2 separate regions of the Zea mays genome follow, and region 1 is linked to region 2. The links are chromatin contacts, called in public Hi-C maps. All regions are on one chromosome and are shown on one strand. The core of a region is the stretch at or near the end of the contact, and the rest is flanking DNA. Distances in the headings are between cores, read along the strand shown.

What was found. A called contact is a pair of places that touch in the nucleus more often than the background predicts.
Region 1: a Hi-C map of tassel shows a contact between it and region 2, with 7 times the contacts expected there. The contact joins two enhancer-like sites. A contact is called at or near these places in 2 of 25 Hi-C or Micro-C datasets (ear and tassel).

What each region holds. Positions count from the first base shown.
Region 1 is chr8:111,215,288-111,219,364 of Zm-B73-REFERENCE-NAM-5.0, reverse strand. No RefSeq gene overlaps it. Among protein-coding and RNA genes, the nearest start is that of LOC103637181, 79 kb to the left of the region's middle. Within about 2 kb of position 2,799, at least 17 of the 20 cell types and tissues checked have an H3K27ac peak or open chromatin away from gene starts, as enhancers often do. A contact at or near this core is called in ear and tassel, where this site is marked.
Region 2 is chr8:110,923,679-110,927,954 of Zm-B73-REFERENCE-NAM-5.0, reverse strand. No RefSeq gene overlaps it. Among protein-coding and RNA genes, the nearest start is that of LOC111590001, 36 kb to the right of the region's middle. Within about 2 kb of position 1,929, at least 17 of the 20 cell types and tissues checked have an H3K27ac peak or open chromatin away from gene starts, as enhancers often do. A contact at or near this core is called in ear and tassel, where this site is marked.

The DNA.
Region 1 (4,077 bases), core at 1,550-4,049, 290 kb before region 2:
TTTGTGATTTTGTCCGTATGTTTTGAAAATGAAGTCGTCGTTTACCCCTCCCTCTTAACACCATTAGTGAAAATCAGAATTAGCGAATAAAAAACAAAAAACGAGGGGGTAAAATCACAATTGTAAGGTGAGAAAAGAGTATAATCATAATTAAATTTTAGGATTAATTATGGTTACACCATTCTCTCACCTTGCAATTGTGATTTTATCCCTCATTTTTTATTTTATTAATTATTAATTCTAATTTTCACTAACAGTGTTCAGAGGGGAGGCAAACAACGGTTTCATTTTCAAAACGAGGGGTAAAATCATAATTGCAAGGTTAGAGAAGGGTATAATCACAGTTGCCCGCCTTATAAATAAAAGATTGGTCTCTATATAAAAAAAAGTACAGTGCACATATAGTAATCTTTGATTTTGACTTATGCATGCATCTAGAGGAGTATGTTTGTTTAAGGTCAAAAAAAATTACATGGTAGTTAATTAGGTGGCAACAAATACTACAAATCGATCATCACACCTAGATCTACCAGCAGCCAGTACTATTTGACGAGATCCAGAGGGCCGGATCAGAGCAGCAGCTGTCACCTGCTTGGTACGTACTAGCAAGTGATGGTACGGTAGGGGTGCTTTTTAGCTAGTCTAAATTTTCTCTGATCACTGATCAGGGGCCAGGGCAGGAGGAGGCAGCAAATGGCTGGACGGAAACAAAATCGAAGGTGGCCGGGCGGGCATTGTAGGCCGGATCCCGTATGTGTCCCGAGTTCGAGTAGGACGTGCAAGCAGTTGGTTGGTTGGTACTACTAGCTAGTACAGTACTACGTGGTGCAGTGCAGCATCGTGTGCTTGCTGTGTGCAGATACCAAGGCAGGATTGGGACACGAGATCGACTTGCACATTGAGAGGCGGCAGATGACAGAGAGATGGGAAATAAATAAAGTGCACGAATGTTGAGGGGAAGAAAAATCCAGTACTCCCTCTGAAATCTCTGGTGCTTCGTGCATGCATCCTAAAGTACACGGTCACCCATGAATATATCTATCATCTATCAAATCAGAACCTAATCATTGTAGCGAAGAAAGGCAGCATGCATGCATGCATGCATATGGAATGATTGGCGGACATGGATAGGGCCGAAAGAATGAGGCTGACTACAACAGCAAGATACCATTTTAGTCATCTATTTGCGGTCCTTTTTTGCTATTATCAATGGTTTAGCTACCCATCTATTCATTTTAAAATTAAATCTATGTCACAACCTCTACTCTAAAATAATCTAAGCGTACTCAAAATCTTTTATTCGGTTAGACCCGCTATGGATTTAATATTTATAACTCAAGGATTTAGGAAATTTTTAAATTATAGAAGACATGTGTTATATCCATAACTCATTAGGTATGTAACAAATTCATAAAGATATTGCACAGGTTTATATTAGAATGTATAGATCGAAACAATAATAACTACTTTTACGAGATACTTGGATTAAATAATAGATTCAATCTCACCATGAGATTGAGTGTGAGATATGAATTCAGTTAATCCAGAATCGGATTAGTCTCGTACTTCCCATGCATAACCACCCCGCCCGTACGGTAGTCGGTAGGGGTGAAAACGGTCGAAAACGATCGGTAAACACAAAAACCATTTTCGTTTTCATATTTTTCCTCGGAAACGAGATCGAAAACGGTAACTCCGGAAACGAAAACGATATCGGTAATTCGGAAACATCGGAAACAAAAGTTCGGTACGAAAATTACACCGGTTACGATCGGAATCTAAAAATTCGATCGGTAAAAACTGTAACTTGTACCCTCAATTAACTTCAAAAATCCACGTAAGTCATACATTTATATAAAATTAATAATAAATATATAAGGTAGCAGGCCACAATAAATATATAAAGTAAGAAATCATAAAACAATAAAATCATTATTATGTATTTAAATAAAGTAGAATCAAGATGTGTATAATGATATGGCACTTACATTCTATTTATACACCTACTACTTGGTATAGTCAATATAATTAGTGTCCTCTTGGTACTTCTTAAGTTCTCATTCAAATTATGAATATATGTATCAAGAGTAATAAGAGGTAAGAAAACATAAATAAGATTTATAAAAGTTTCAGACGATTCTAAACTATATACCATTAGATAGATCTTGATTTTAGAAAAATAATAAAATTAGTTTTATATTTTTCTAAGCTAAGATGAGTTTATTATGAATTTATAAAGATCAGTTCAGATTTAATATTTTTTCTGAAAAATACCGAATTTATTATCGACGGTAAAATACCGAATAAAAACGGTAATTTCCGGAAACGGTCGGAAGAGACCCAAACCGTTTCCGTTTCCGATTTCGAGTTTTTCTACCGATTCCGTTTCCGTATTTTCGGTAACCGTTTCCGTTTAGACCTAAATTTCGGTAAATATTCGAAAACGATTTCCGGTATCCGAAAATTACCGTTTTCGTTTTCATCCCTAGTAGTCGGTCTCTGTTGCTTGCGCATTGCCACGACCCACCCACATACCTTGTGCTGCTAAAATCCCCAGGCGACAGACAGGTGTACGAAAACTGAACAGTCCCGTCGACGCCACTTGTGACGTCACCAACAGTATCGGCAACTGAAGGCATGCCGCGAAGAGAAACACACAGCAGAATCCTGACCATTCAAAAAAACAAAGAACAGGGTCCCGACAGGAGGCGGCCCACGCGCTCGCCCTCACGTGCTGGGCCGGGTGATGGGGATCCGGATCCTGTCCAGCCTGCGCCTGACTGCCCGCCATCCGGCCTCCGATGGCTCCGCGCCCGCGCTTCCCGGCTCCATGTCGCCAGCTAAGCCCACGGGCCCACGGCGCCGCACATCACCTGCTCGCGTCGCTTCCCGACGGCAGCTAGCGTTTGGTTCCGAAACCACCTCGATGGAACGGTTCCGTACAGAGATGTCAATGTGTCCCGAAACTCGATTACCCATATGAAATTCCTCTATTAAAATTAGGATATGAATTAAAATTGATCTCCATAGATATAGATTTGAGAGAAATCATTTCCCTATCGGGTATGGGATACGGGTTTGGGAAGGCTAAACCCGAACCCGATTACCCATTGGACTGTGTTACCCGATTTACTACAGCATCCAGGCTTCTAGGGGAATTCATCTTCGAGCATATGCTTGTCCGTCTGTGGGCTTAAATGATAAAACATGTACTAAGAGATATTTCTATTTACTGTTTGACCATATTTGTGATATGTGGATATGTGGCTACTAGAAGACACTATTTATTTTACATGAGTATGTTGATGAAACTACAAGATATGCATGCTGAAATGCTGAATTGTGTTATGTCCATATATTGAAATTCCGAAATGTTGAATAGTCGGGTCGTGTACGGTTCTGTGGGGGACAGATATCCCCCGGGTCCACTAGAAGGATGAAAGACCTCACGAAAGGTCCAAGGGCCCAATGAATCGTAAGGCCATCCCTTCGTGGGCCTAGGAAGGGACAATCAGTAAAGCAGATCGACGTAAGGCCGGATTGGTGCAAGCCCGGACGGCCCACAGCGTTGAGCAAGCGACCACAACAAGGATCCGACTTTCCCGCGCTGGAGCCCCATGCAGCGGATCCAGGCGAGGATAGGTCGGCAAAATCATAGGAAGATAGACTCAAACAAGTTCACTATCTTTTAGGTGCACATAGTTATCATATCCACGTGTATTGCCCCACGGTCGAATATATAAGGCCTAGGGGGCACCCCTTCAAAACGATCGACCCTATTACTCAGCCGCCCACCTCAACTCTCTGCATTCTCAATTCAGAGAGCTACCTTGTAACCTCATTCACCAAGCATACTCCCCAGGACGTAGGGTGTTACGCATCTCTAAGCGGCCCGAACCTGTAAACATTGTCCACTGTCCCTCGTGCATCTGGCACGAACCATTTTGCTACAGTCGGCGACACCGTCCTACTCCTAAAAACACCTTGAGGGGCAACCCCGGGTGTGCGGTCGGACCCAAAACACTGACAGCTGGCGCGCCAGGTAGGGGGTGTGTCGACGATCCAAGCTAGCTCAAT
Region 2 (4,276 bases), core at 680-3,179:
CAACCAGCTCCAGCCTTATGCTCTATTGCTAGTACACAAAATATAAGAATATCAAAAGGAACATCACATGAATACCTATTTAAATAGCATGAAGTATGCTATAGAAGAATCACTTAGGGGGTGTTTGAGAGTGAAGTTTTTTCAAAGTTTTGGAAGAATACTGCAGTATTCTCAAAAACTGTAGTATTATATATCAAAATGTGTTTGGCAAGCCAGCTAAAATCTCTGTTTTCAAAACTAAAGTATTACAAATGCTGCAGCTCTTTTGAATTATTCTAAACTTAGGTTTATACCTCAGTTTTCTCTGTAAAACGCAGCGCGCGCATCTCTCCCGCGTGCAAAAAAATACTTTGTTTCCACACATCTATGTATTCAATACTGTGGTATTCTAAAACTGTAGTAGTTTAAACTGTGGTATTGTCATGACTAAAGTATATTGTAGTATTTCAAAAACCGTGGTTTCCAAAAACTTTGTTCCCAAACAGGGCCTTATATTGTGCGAATACTTAGAGATAATTGTAAAATATCTCGTTTGTAGTACAAGAGAATACCAATATATACTGTAGATCATCACACGTATACTACATAAACAATTCAATACAAACTGTAGAACATCTCACGGGTATTATAAAAACATTGCACAACATAATATCTGTGAAACATTAATACTTTTTTAGAAAGAATACAATATAAACCAATCAAACGCACCACAAGAACAAGAACAAGATAATGAATCACCTCTTATTTAATAGATACAATATGTAATATCAGTACGGAATATTATTGAGTAATAAATAAATCAGAAAAGTTTCAACCGAATAGCACCATAACATCATAAGACCATTCCCATTAATAAAACGTCTATTAAATGTTGCAAAAATTTGAAATCAAAACAAACATAGAGAAAATGAAAAAACAAGAATAGAGAATAATACATGTAGCATACGAGATAAAGAAAAAATATTAATAGATGAAAACATAAAAAGGAAGAATGAAGAAGATGAAAATCTAAAGAAAAAAGAAGAGAAAACATAAAAACGGAAAGAGAAAAAAAAATGTTCTTGGACAACGACGCATCCTTTGTGGATGATGGCTGGACTCGAGGACGTAGCTCAAGTCCTAATGTCCTATACATACCAGTCTAAATAACGGTTCGCTTTCTGAGATGATAAAAGGGCCCACTAAAGAAAAGCCCACCTAATAAAACCAACGCATGCGAGCAAGGGTCGGCACCGTACTCGCCGCCGAGAGGTCGGACGCGAAGATTTGCGGGCTGTAACTCATGGGCTTTTTCTTTTTGTTTCCATGGGTAAGTTGGATTGTGTGCTTACTTTTGTTAAGTAACCCTAGTTAGGGTTATGTGGGCAAATATCTGTTTTATCCCTAAGTAGTCTCATATCTCTATATAAGCAACATGTACACCCCTTCATATGACAGAGAAGAGAAAGAGGCCAAAGGCCCAACCCTACATCGTGTCTCGTGTGTTTCCTCTGTCATGCTTCTGTGAAGGGATACAAGTCTTCCACTACTTCTCGCGCCTAATCTGCTGACGGGAGGAAAGGGTGCGGATCTGGTGATCCGTGGTAACGTAGTTCTCAACACGTTATCAGCACGCTCTACCTCGACGTTGTTGTGGATCTGATCGGCACCGACTCTCCACCACGCCGGCAGGTCCTCCGGCCTTGCCGAACTGTCCTACGCGACAGGTTTCGATTCCTCTACGTAATCAAGCGGTATGAGATGTTGTTGATATGTTCGTTGAAAAAGAATCTAGCACCCCTGTGACCGCTCACCCGCGCACTCGTACACGTCGTCGTGGCCGTCGAGGCTGCGTAGGGACGCCTCGAGGAACCGTGTAGCGTGGCGGACCCGACGCCGACCTTGGCCTCCACCACCGGTGGTGCTGGTGTTGTGGACCCTGGCGGTGAGCTCCTCGACCTTCTTGGGCCACACCTTAGATAGCAGCGTCAGGATGTTGGTCGCCGCATGGCCACCCACGACCTGCACGCCCGCGCCTACGCCAGCAGCGCTTGCACCGAAACCCCGCCTCACTGGAAACTCTCGCACCATGCCAGAAGAATTGCACCGGGGCGAGCTAGAGATGGCAATGGGTACCCGCTACCCGAAACCCGGTGGGTTTTTGCTCTATTAGGGTATGGGTTTGGGTCAATTTCTCTACCCATGGGTTTGTTAATGGGTTCAAATCGAAACCCAACGGGTACGTGGGCATGGGTTTGTTCTTCCACTACCCATACCCGCAAACCCATGGGTTTTTAAAACCCGCCTTAAAATCAACACTCCTTATAAATATGTCTCATAATATTATTAATTGAATATGTTCTAATTGAAATAAACTTCATGTAACAAATTTTAGGCTAAAATTAGTTATCACTTGTTCCTTTTATGCTAGCTTATTAATGTATTGATTGTTATTTACATGATGAATTATTTTTTATGTTGATGTTAGTGGGTATGGGAAACCCGTTGGGTACCCGAAACCCACATGGGTACGGGTTTGGGCAAAATTTTATACCCGTCATGGGTATGGGTTTTTTAGCGGGCGTATTTTTTCTTCGCGGGTACGGGTTTGGGCAAGTAATACCCAGCGGGTTTTTACCCATTGCCATCTCTAGGCCGAGCTGTCTAAGACTGCGCTAGGGGCGACGTGCGAGAGAGGAAAGGCAGGGGTGGCCGTCTGACCCGGTCCAGCACGCCACATGTAGCCGTTCCACCATGCAATAGCGGCATACGGTGCGGCCTGCAAGGTCCGAGTCTGCCGCAAGTAGGGATGAAAACGGGTCGGGTACCCGGACCGGGTACCGGATACGGATACTAATTCGGGACGTTTTTTCGGATACGGATACGGGTAATTTTATATCCGGGACGGATACGGGTACTACCCGGATAGAATCGTCTCGGATACGGGACGGATACGGGACGAGCAGTACCCGGTAAATACCCGACAGCCTCGGGCGGATACGGGTACCCGGCTACCGGGTACCCGGTAATATTTAGCCTAATAAACAATTAATGAATTAAACATAAACAGGCCCAAGCGGCCAGCCCAATCACTTTGGCGTTTGGCCTGTGGCCTCCAAGCCGAGCGCCGTGTCGCTGCTACCCTGGGACCTGGGTCCTGGCCACCTGCGTTGGCTTCCATCGTCCAGCCGCCAGACGCCGTCACCGCGGCTGCGCGACACAGCCTCACGCCAGATCGAGCGGGCGAGCCCGAGCTCCCATCCGGCGATCCCCGACTCCCCGTCGTCCGTCCGCCCGAGGCCCGAGCTCGTCGCGCCGCTGGACGGACCACGGACGGGCGAGCTCGGTCAGCTCCCTGCTCACCGCGCCGCCGCTGGACGGACCACGGACGGGCGCCGCTCGGTCACCTCGCTCCCTGCTCACCGCGCCGCGTCCGCCCGAGCTCTCACCGGCCACCGCGCTCCCTGCTCCCAGGTATCGCTCCCTGCTCCCAGCCCCTCCCTGCTCCTAGGTCTCGCTCCCTGCTCTCAGCCACCTCGCTCCCTGCTCCCAGGTGCCAGCCACCGAGCCGGGCAGCCGACCGCACCGCGCCGCCGCCAGACCGAGCGCCGTCCGAGCGCCGTCAACCCTAGCTCCAGTCCACTGCTCTAGGCGCCGTCGACCCTGCGTCCAAGAATGCAGCAGCCTCACGCCGGCGCATCAGGTCCCAACAGCGGGCACTCCTCGGCGGCCACCATCGTCGGCTCGTCGGCGGGGGCTCGTCAGCAGCAGCAAGAGGCAACTCACGCCCGAACACTCGATCCGTGGCCCCGTCGTGCAGCTCGGTAATGTTGTTGCTTTACCAACGATGACAGTCCACTTAGTATGGTTTACAACTATTAGTAACTTTGCTCATATTATTGTGATGGATAATGACAGCGCCATGGATGTCGATGATATTTGTGACAACAATGTGTCCCATGAAGATGAAATACATGGTAGTAGGGAGGATGTTAATGGTAACAACAGTGAACACATGGTGGAGGACCATGTTCCTGCACCTAGTGAGGTGAATGTCCTGTGCCAACAAGTTAGTCGTGGAAAAAACAAGTCCATAGATGGAGACCATCGTGTAGTGAAACGACAACTAACAACCAAGTCAACCAATACCCCAACAAGCAAGTTTATGGCATCTTCATTTAAAGCCGCAAGGTCACACCAGAGCATGGATTTAGTGCCACAATTGGCTAAAGGTGTCCTATTTGACTTTATTTGTTTCATTTTTATGTGACTACAAACGTATATTAACATGTGTCCT